Linked DNA regions of Mus musculus: region 1 is linked to region 2. The links are chromatin contacts, called in public promoter capture Hi-C maps. All regions are on one chromosome and are shown on one strand. Each heading gives the region's core, a stretch centred on a gene start, on an enhancer-like site or on the middle of the called end of the contact. The rest is flanking DNA. Distances are from core to core; before and after follow the strand shown.

Evidence for each region. Promoter capture Hi-C pulls out the DNA fragments that hold promoters and counts their contacts.
Region 1: a promoter capture Hi-C map of pre-B cells shows a contact between it and region 2, with 5 times the contacts expected there. The contact joins the enhancer-like site here to the promoter of Gtf2a1l in region 2. A contact is called at or near these places in 5 of 39 promoter capture datasets (embryonic stem cells, liver, pre-B cells and 1 more), 1 of 484 Hi-C or Micro-C datasets (cerebral cortex) and 1 of 115 datasets of contacts at active chromatin or transcription factors (large pre-B cells).

What each region holds. Positions count from the first base shown.
Region 1 is chr17:90,029,439-90,033,905 of GRCm38.p6, reverse strand. It overlaps Nrxn1 (neurexin I), which reads left to right. Exons shown (of 23, transcript NM_020252.3): 23 at 1-262. Among named protein-coding and RNA genes, the nearest start is that of Gm41653, 55 kb to the right of the region's middle. Within about 2 kb of position 2,040, at least 11 of the 459 cell types and tissues checked have an H3K27ac peak or open chromatin away from gene starts, as enhancers often do. A contact at or near this core is called in pre-B cells, where this site is marked.
Region 2 is chr17:88,666,148-88,670,373 of GRCm38.p6, reverse strand. It overlaps Gtf2a1l (general transcription factor IIA, 1-like), which reads right to left and starts at 1,714. Exons shown (of 9, transcript NM_023630.2): 1 at 1,643-1,714. The coding sequence starts at 1,663.

The DNA.
Region 1 (4,467 bases), core at 791-3,290, 1.4 Mb before region 2:
CTGAATATAACAATGAAGAAGAATGCATTTGAAAGGAGATCTTATCCCCAGACACACACAGGAAAAGATGCTGTCACACCCCTTTCAGCATTTTACTACTTAATCAGTCCCTCTGCTTGTACACTTAAGATGCAGGCACTCCATGTAGCTTTCATGGAAAATTACAGAACTAGCAGAGAATAATACGAATATATGCTGATGTCATAAATACACTCTCTGTAAGTTACAATGGGATTAAAGTTAAATACACCTGTAATTAACTAAAGAATGTCTCATTAGCTGTGATTTCCCTACTCCCCCTCTCTCTCTCTCTCTCGCCTGTACTAAGAATGATATCAGAGTTAAAAGGTGATAATGATACTATGAACTAAGGTGTCTAGTAGAAGTAAATGCACAGGAAAGATGATAACTACAATAGTATCTCTTGTAGGAATTAAGGCCTTGAGAAAACAGAAACATTGTTAAGATTGTTGTTTAAAAACCATGCAAAATGAAAAGAGACAAAAAATCTTTACCAAATTCTGACTTACAAATAGATATACAATTTCTATGAAAAAGGTTATGCTCAGTTTTCATAAAACAAAGTTTTGTTGTTGGCAACCATATGACCATCAGTAACTTTCAATCCAACAGCTGGTAATTATTTTAATACTTTGGATCATTTGAAACAACTTTCCAGTAATAAAATCTGAGACATTTTTCTTCCATTTCTATAGCAATGAGTTTCAACATTAATGCGACATACTTTCATAGTTATTAATAATATTTTTACAGAGCTTTTTATCATTTCTTTCTTAATATTAATCTATAAGTTTGACATGTATAGGAGTAACAACCCATATTTCCTTAACGTTTAAATTAAAGACTGTCATTTAGCCTACTTCAAAAATATAGGGAATTTCAAAGGTTGTAACTGCATAAATGCTACAATTAATGCATAGCCTGTTCTAAATTCATTTGAATTGCTGTGGTAAAATAGCTTGACAAAGAAAGCTAAGAGGAAAAAGGGTATACTTCAGGTTTCCATCCAGGTTCCAATCCATCACTGAGAAGACGTCAAGGCAAGAATTCAGGTAACTAGTCACATCAAATTCACAATCGGGAGCAATGAGAAATAAACACATGTACATATTTTTTGTTTGTTTTCCCTTAGTCAGCTTTCTCTTACACACTGATCATGATTTCCTACCTAGGGAATAGTGTCACCCACAATGGGCTAAGTCATTCTCTATCAATGAACAATCAAGACAATCCCAATTCCCTACAGACTAGGCCACTGTTTTGATGATTGCCAGACAGGAGGCACCTTTGATCTCTTTCTGATACATTTTCTTTCCACAAAGAGGCATAGATGTTCTAGATCTGCTTTGATTGTGATTGTCTTGTGATTGTGTTAAGTACTCCTTTCTTTGAATGTCATCTCTCCAAACAATACAGCAATTTGAGATGAGAAAGAAGAACATTCAAATGGCTTCTAACGTCCTCCATCTGAATTTTATCCTCAGGGGAAAAAAATGGTAAGGGTTTCTCCACTGAGCAAAACATACTGAGCAGAACAACACTTTGGAAAAGAAGGTATATTGAAAGTATCAATATAACAGTGCAGAAACAAGCTCAGTTGAATGATAACTGTTTATAACAATTCTCTACAGTTAAATTAAAATACCTCAATAATAATTTTTTACTAACACCAAAGTTACAATAAATCTGGGCCTAAAAATCTAGGTTTGAAAATTACTAGTTGTGGGAATTAATATAAAATTTAGCTAGTTGAGAAAGAGAGAAAATGGATCAAACTACAGGATTTTGAATTTAGAAACAACAACAACAAAACCAAACCAACAACAACAACAACAACAAAAACAAACAAAAGGGGCTAGCATTACAGTTAGTAAGATGACTTAGAGGAGGAAAACGGAACAAAAGGAAATGTTTCCTGAAAAGGTTGAAAGCTTAATTTCCATCTCTAGAACCTGCACTGTAGGAGAAGAGAAACCACCCCCTCCTTTCCCTACCTCCTTACACAGGGCATTGTGTATAAGCATACGTTTACCACAGATATGCAAACTTGAAGGGAGTAGTGTGGGACACAGTCCAGCAGGCCTAAACTTTATACAAAGAACTACAGACAAATAAAGTCATCTTCTTGTTTTTTGAAATCTGTATTTTCATATGAAACACAAGCATCCAACTACATTCCGACCAACAGCAACTTTTGTTGTTTTTGTTGCCAGTTTTTACCAAAACAAAATACTTTTAACTCATGTCTATGAGATTTATTATTTGAATGTAGGTATGAGACTTTTTTTTTACCTCAAATTTTATATCAAACATGAGTACCGCTCAATTATAATAAATTCAAATCATTGTTATTTTCATTCAATGGTCAGATACTTTCAATCAGCAAATTCATATATATATATTAAATTGTGACTGTGCCAGGCACTGCTGAAACTCCTCCATTTTCTATCCTTGCTGAGAACATTTTAAGTTTGATTAGAATTTGACCTCCTTGATGGAAAATCATGTGGAAAATGACTGAGCTCTAATGTAGAAACCCAAGATCAAGATGCCCTAGGTAATTTATTTTGACATCTGCCAAACTACCTACTTACACAAATACCCCACTCCAGCTCACTGTTTATCTTAGTTAGTTTCAGTTAAACTGCTGGATTGTGAAAAGCAAAATAACAGGATGTGGTTTTTGCCTTTAAAAGACCCTGAGTATAGATGCTCAGGCCTATACTTGGGTAGCAAATAACTGAGTGTAGTCCCAGCCAACTGGAATAATGACTTCTTTTCTTTTCTTTTCTTTTCTTTTCTTTTCTTTTCTTTTCTTTTCTTTTCTTTTCTTTTCTTTTCTTTTCTTTCCTTTCCTTTCCTTTCCTTTCCTTTCCTTTTCTTTTCTTTTCTTTTCTCTTCTCTTCTCTCCTCTCCTTTCCTTTCCCTTTCTTTCTTTCTTTCTTTCTTTCTTTCTTTCTTTCTTTCTTTCTTTCTTTCTTTCTTTCTTTCTTTCTTTCTTTCTTTCTTTCTGTCTTTCTCTCTCTCTCCCTCTTTCTTTCTCTTTCTCTCTCCCTCTTTTTCCTTCCTTCCTTCCTTCCTTCCTTCCTTCCTTCCTTCCTTCCTTCCTTCCTTCCTTCCTTCCCTCCCTCCCTCCCTCCCTCCCTCCCTCCCTCCCTCTCTCTCTCTCTCTCTCTCTCTCTCTTTCTTTCTTTCTTTCTTTCTATTTGAGATTTTTCTTCATTTACATTTCAAATGCTATCCCCTTTCCTACTTTCCTCTCTCAAAATCCCCTATAACCTCCCCCCTCCCCCTGCTCCCCAACCCACCCACTCCTGCTTCCTGGCCCTGGCATTCCCCTGTACTGGGGCATAGAAACTTCACAGGACGAAGGGCTTCTCTTCCCAATGATTGCCAACTAGGCCATCCTCTACTACATACACAGCTAGAGACATGAGCTCTGGGAGTACTGGTTAGTTCATATTGTTGTTCCTCCTATAGGGTTGCAGACCCCTTCAGCTCCTTGGGTACTTTCTCTATCTAGCTCCTTCATTGGGGAACCCTGCATTCCATCCAATAGATGACTGTGAGCATCCACTTAGGTATTTGCCAGGCACTGGCATAGCCTCATAGGGGACAGCTATATCAGGGTCCTGTCAGCAAAATCTTGTTGGTATATGCAAAAGTATCAGGCTTTGGTGGTTGTTTATGGGATGGATCCCTGGGTTGAGCAGTCTCTGGATGATCCTTCCTTCAGTTTCAGCTCAGAACTTTGTCTCTGTAACTCCTTCCATGGGTATTTTGTTCCCCCTACTAAGAAGGAACAAAGTATCAATACTTTGGTCTTCCTTCTTCTTGAGTTTCATGTATTTTGCAAATTGTTTCTTGGGTATTTTGAGCTTCCAGGCTAATATCCACTTATCAATGAGTGCATATCATGTGTGTTCTTTTGTGATTGGGTTACCTCACTCACAATACTTTCAAGTTCCATCCATTTGCCTAAGAATTTCATGAAGTCATTGTTTAGAATAACTGAGTAGTAGTACTCCATTGTGTAAATGTACTACATTTTCTGTATTCATTCTTCTGGTGAGGGACATCTGGGTTCTTTCAAGATTCTGGCTATTATAAGTAAGGCTGCTATGAACATAGTGGAGTATGTGTCCTTATTACAATTTGGAACATCTTTTGTATATATACCCAGGAGTGGTAGGTATTGCTGAATCTTCCAGTAGTACTATGTCCAAATTTCTGAGAAAACACCAAACTGATCTCCAGAGTAGTTGTACCAGCTTCCAATCCCACCAGCAATGGGGAAGTGTTCCTCTTTCTCCACATCCTCACCACCAGCTGCTGTCACCTGAGTTTTTTTTTTTTTTTTTTTTTTCCATTTTTTATTAGGTATTTAGCTCATTTACATTTCCAATGCTATACCAAAAGTCCCCCTTACCCACCCACCCCCACTCC
Region 2 (4,226 bases), core at 465-2,964:
GGGCTTGGGGGAAGAGGGAGAGAGACAGAGACACAGACAGATTCAGACAAAGACCACAGATATCATTCAGTAACACAGGACTCCAGTTGCTTTCACAATTGCTTAATTCAGACCAAATGAAAACTGAGGCTTTCTCGGGCTGCTCTTTTCATGCTTCCCACAAAAAATACTCTCACTCCAGGAGCAGCACAATTTAAACTAATCCTTCTAAAGACCCAGGGTAAGTCTATGAATAGGCCAATCAGTAACATTTAAATGTTGTTCACAGGCTTACCCATTAAGACTAAGTGCCCCCAGATGAGCTGCTGCTTCTCCGTCTACCCTGAGAAAGGCTTCTAAACTGAGGCTTCTGTTTTAATCCCAGCTATAAGATCACACTTAAGAGCTGCAGGGAAAACCCCTAGGGATAAAAACATCTTTTAAGACCTGCCCTTGGAGTCTAACAGCAGCAGTCCAAAAGAAGCCAATAAAATACAATTTTTCAAAAGCGTAGTAAGTATTGAACATGTCTCTCTTGTAGGACCGCCGTTAAACTTTATATTGCTTTCTCTATGTTATCTTTATTAAAACTATATATAGTCTGGACCTCCACCTTACCGGTATCTCCAAAAAAAAAAAAAAGAAGAAGAAGAAAATCTCATTGGCAATAACAATCAGGCAAACTGGTATTCGTGGAAAGCTTATATCCAGGCATCCATACTTTACAGTTCTTAAAACATAAAATGAACATACATGAGCATGTCTCTAAAAACGGAACCTTTTATGCTGTATACACAGACTTTTACAGACACAAACCTATCTTGGCTGCCCATTGTCCTTCTGGAAATGGGCATCTGTTGATAGTGGTTTTTGCCTTCAACTTGGGATTTTTAATTTGATGGATCTAACAAGTGCCGTTTTGCCTGTGAATTCTCACTGTGGGGTTTAGCTGTCCTTAGGGCAGCGTTAGAGCATTTCCTATTTAAGCATTAAGATGTTAAAGGGCAAGGAAAGGCAAGATCATGAGGCGACAATCCAAATCACATCACCTCTCATTCCGGGTTAGGAAGTAATCGCGGTGGTGGCGCGCACGTCTTTAATCCCAGCACTTGGGAGGCAGAGGCAGGCGAATTTCTGAGTTCGAGGCCAGCCTGGTCTACAAAGTGAGTTCCAGGACAGCCAGGGCTACACAGAGAAACCCTGTCTCGAACAGCATGAGCCACCTATGTTCCAATAACTAGGATTAGAGCTGGAGGCTGCTCTTTAAAGACTGAGGATCCGGAGTCTGAAGCCAGCCTAGGGTTCCTTTACATGACCTTGTCAAAAAAAAAAAAAAAAAAAAAAAAAAGAGGAGGGAGCAGGGAAAAGGGGGAGGGAGGGAGGGAGGAGAGAGAGAGAGAGAGAGAGAGAGAGAGAGAGAGAGAGAGAGAGAACCTAGGAATTTCTTAAACACAGAGGAAATCATCCTGATTGAGGGAACCCTGCCTCTACACGATGTCTAGGTGCCCTGAAACCTGGGTGACCTCAGTTGGAGTGGAACGCACACTTTTTCAAATGGAATCAGAGCCCCACGTGGCTGTCTTCTATTTCCTGTACCCCATGGTGAAAAGGGGGTGCCTATCAAAGTCTGGAGGGTGTCGGCAAAGCCTGCCCGCCTCCTTACCACCAGGTTGATGAAGGCCATGCCAGCCGCTCTGTGCCTAACCGTTTGCGCCTGCGTGGCAGAGAGCCGCCAGGCTCGCTTTTGAACCGTGGGTCCTCGTTGCTGCGCAACCGCGAGGCCGCTGGGGGCGGAGCTGAGTAGGACCGGGCAAGAAAGGTTAGGGGTTGGAGAAATAAAGTTTGGGCGTGGCACGGGTGTGGTAAGGCGTACAACCAACTTTAGCTAAGGGAGGTTGTGCAGTGTCAGGTCGATGGGGCAACCTCATCTTTGAAGGATGAAGGGAAGAAGAAAGAGGGCAGAAGATGTTATTCCTGTTTTTACCATGCCTCACTAAATATCACTCACAACTGCGCTCTATGCTGCCGTATAAAAAGTGTGACAAGAGCCAAATTCTTCTGTAACTAGTGGTTGAAGTGTGAGCAAAAGCAAAAGCAACTTCACCTGGAAAAGTGTTAAAAATACAGATGAAAGCCACAAAGACGCTCGCTGCCAAGTCTGACCCGTGTGCTAGAAGAGAGTGGGGGCTCTAGAAGCTGTCCTCTGTTCTCCGTAGGAACAGCTGTGCGAGTGGGCACACAGACAATCCATGCATCAATGCGTGTAAAAGAGATTAATACAAACAAGTAAGGGTTCATAAACGTAAACATCTCTACCAAATCAGGGACTGACAACTGGGGGCACAGCATACGGCGACTTCAAATGGTCTCCAGATAGTTCTGATGGGCATTAAAATGAGATTCACTGCCCTAAAACACATTCAAGAGTGGGGCCACATTAAATTTACCTGAAGGGTTCTTTCCTTTTAAAGGTTTGGTGCCTAAGTCTCTCCCCAGAGCATATGATTAAAACTGCAGCCTGAAGACAGAGAACTACCTTTTAAACCAAGTGGGCTCCCCAGTCCTCAGGCAGAAGTTGCCATCTTTGCCCTATAATCAATCTCTCTCTCTCTCTCTCCTCTCTCTCTCTCTCTCTCTCTCTCTCTCTCTCTCTCTCTCTCTCTCTCTCTCTCTCTCTCTCTCTGTCGGTCTCTCTCTCTCCCTCCCTTCCTCTTCCTGTCTCTGCTCTCTTGGGCTTGAAGGAACTTAACTAGCTAAAGCTGAAGATAGATTTAAGCTCACACGTCCCCACTAGTTCAAAGGGGAAAGTCATCTACTTCCACCACTCTGCCTTCAAGCAGCCTTTCTAATCTGAAGATAGATCTCGACCTAACAGATGGTTATGTGATGATTTAAAATCCCATTAGGGTTTAGAGTTGACTGCTTGCTTATTTGTGTGTGTAAGTGCAATAGAGCTGTGTGTGATTGCCCACTTTGAATTGCTTGCCTGGACCAGGTGTAAGCTTCTAGCTGCTGATTCATTTGGTGTCATTTTGAAGACTTTTCCTAAATTAAAAACTACTGGGAATTTCTTTACAAAAAGCCATTATGTGTGGTGATTTTTAATGGTTATATCTCTCTACGTGACAACTTACTACCTCAAATATTCAAAGTGACTTACCATCACCCAAAATAGAAAAGCTAAAAGCAAGCATTGATTCCTTCTGATATTATAAAATCCAATTAAATTATTCAAGCCGGGAAATAAGAAAGCTGAAAAGGTTCTTGTTTTCCATCTTTCTCTTTGCAGGGTTTCAAAATTATAATCCTAAATGCACAGAATGGGTAACAATCTACCATTCTGTGACAGCAAGCCATTTGCTGTACTTCATTATACATTATACCTTTCTCAAAGCGACAGAGTAGATGATGTGTATTTTTAAATTTAAATTTGGACCTTGGTACCCATAAAAAGTGTGACTAACAATTGAATTGTTACTGAGTAGAACACTAGATACACTTTTTATAGAAAAGCCATACAACACTAGTTGAGCAATCCCAGTGACTTTCTGGTTGCCCTCTTGTGTATTCTAAAAGGTCACTGGTAGACGCTGCTTTGATTTCTTCACAATAATAGGCAGTGGCCATTAAAGGACACGTGCTTGAATCCAAGATCTAGGTTGTCACACCTTAGATATGAAATGTCTCCGAGCTACAGGTGTTACGGCTTGATACCCAGTGCAGCAGTGTGCACAAGTATGGCTTCCAGAGGCTGATTGAATCATTAGGGTTTTTGTCATTATTCAGACCAAAATATGTGATAGACACAAGTGATGTTGAAGAACACTTATTTTATTTGCAGGTCAAACATTGGGTCCACCGAGACAAAATGGTTCGTTCAGTTTGTTTCTGGAATTGTTAGATTTGTTGGGTTCTGGTGACCCCAACCAGCTAGGCTCTGCCACCCACTCTCAGACAGCTTATTAAACAGAGAAAATGGTGATAGGTACAGAAAGGGTACTTGATCACACTGGGCTGAGGACCATGAAGCACCTGCAACTCCCATGCTCGCCTTACCCATCTCAATGGAAGTTGATTTCAAGCAGAACAAGAGACATCTGTAATTAGGCAACCTTGGCCAACTGCCAGTCCCATGCATGACTGACCCATCTTTGTCCCAGCTGCAGTCTCCCCTACAAAGTGATCTGACAAACTGTCGGCACCAATCTCTTTTTCCAGAGATAAGTTCCATTCTGGCACCAAAGTCC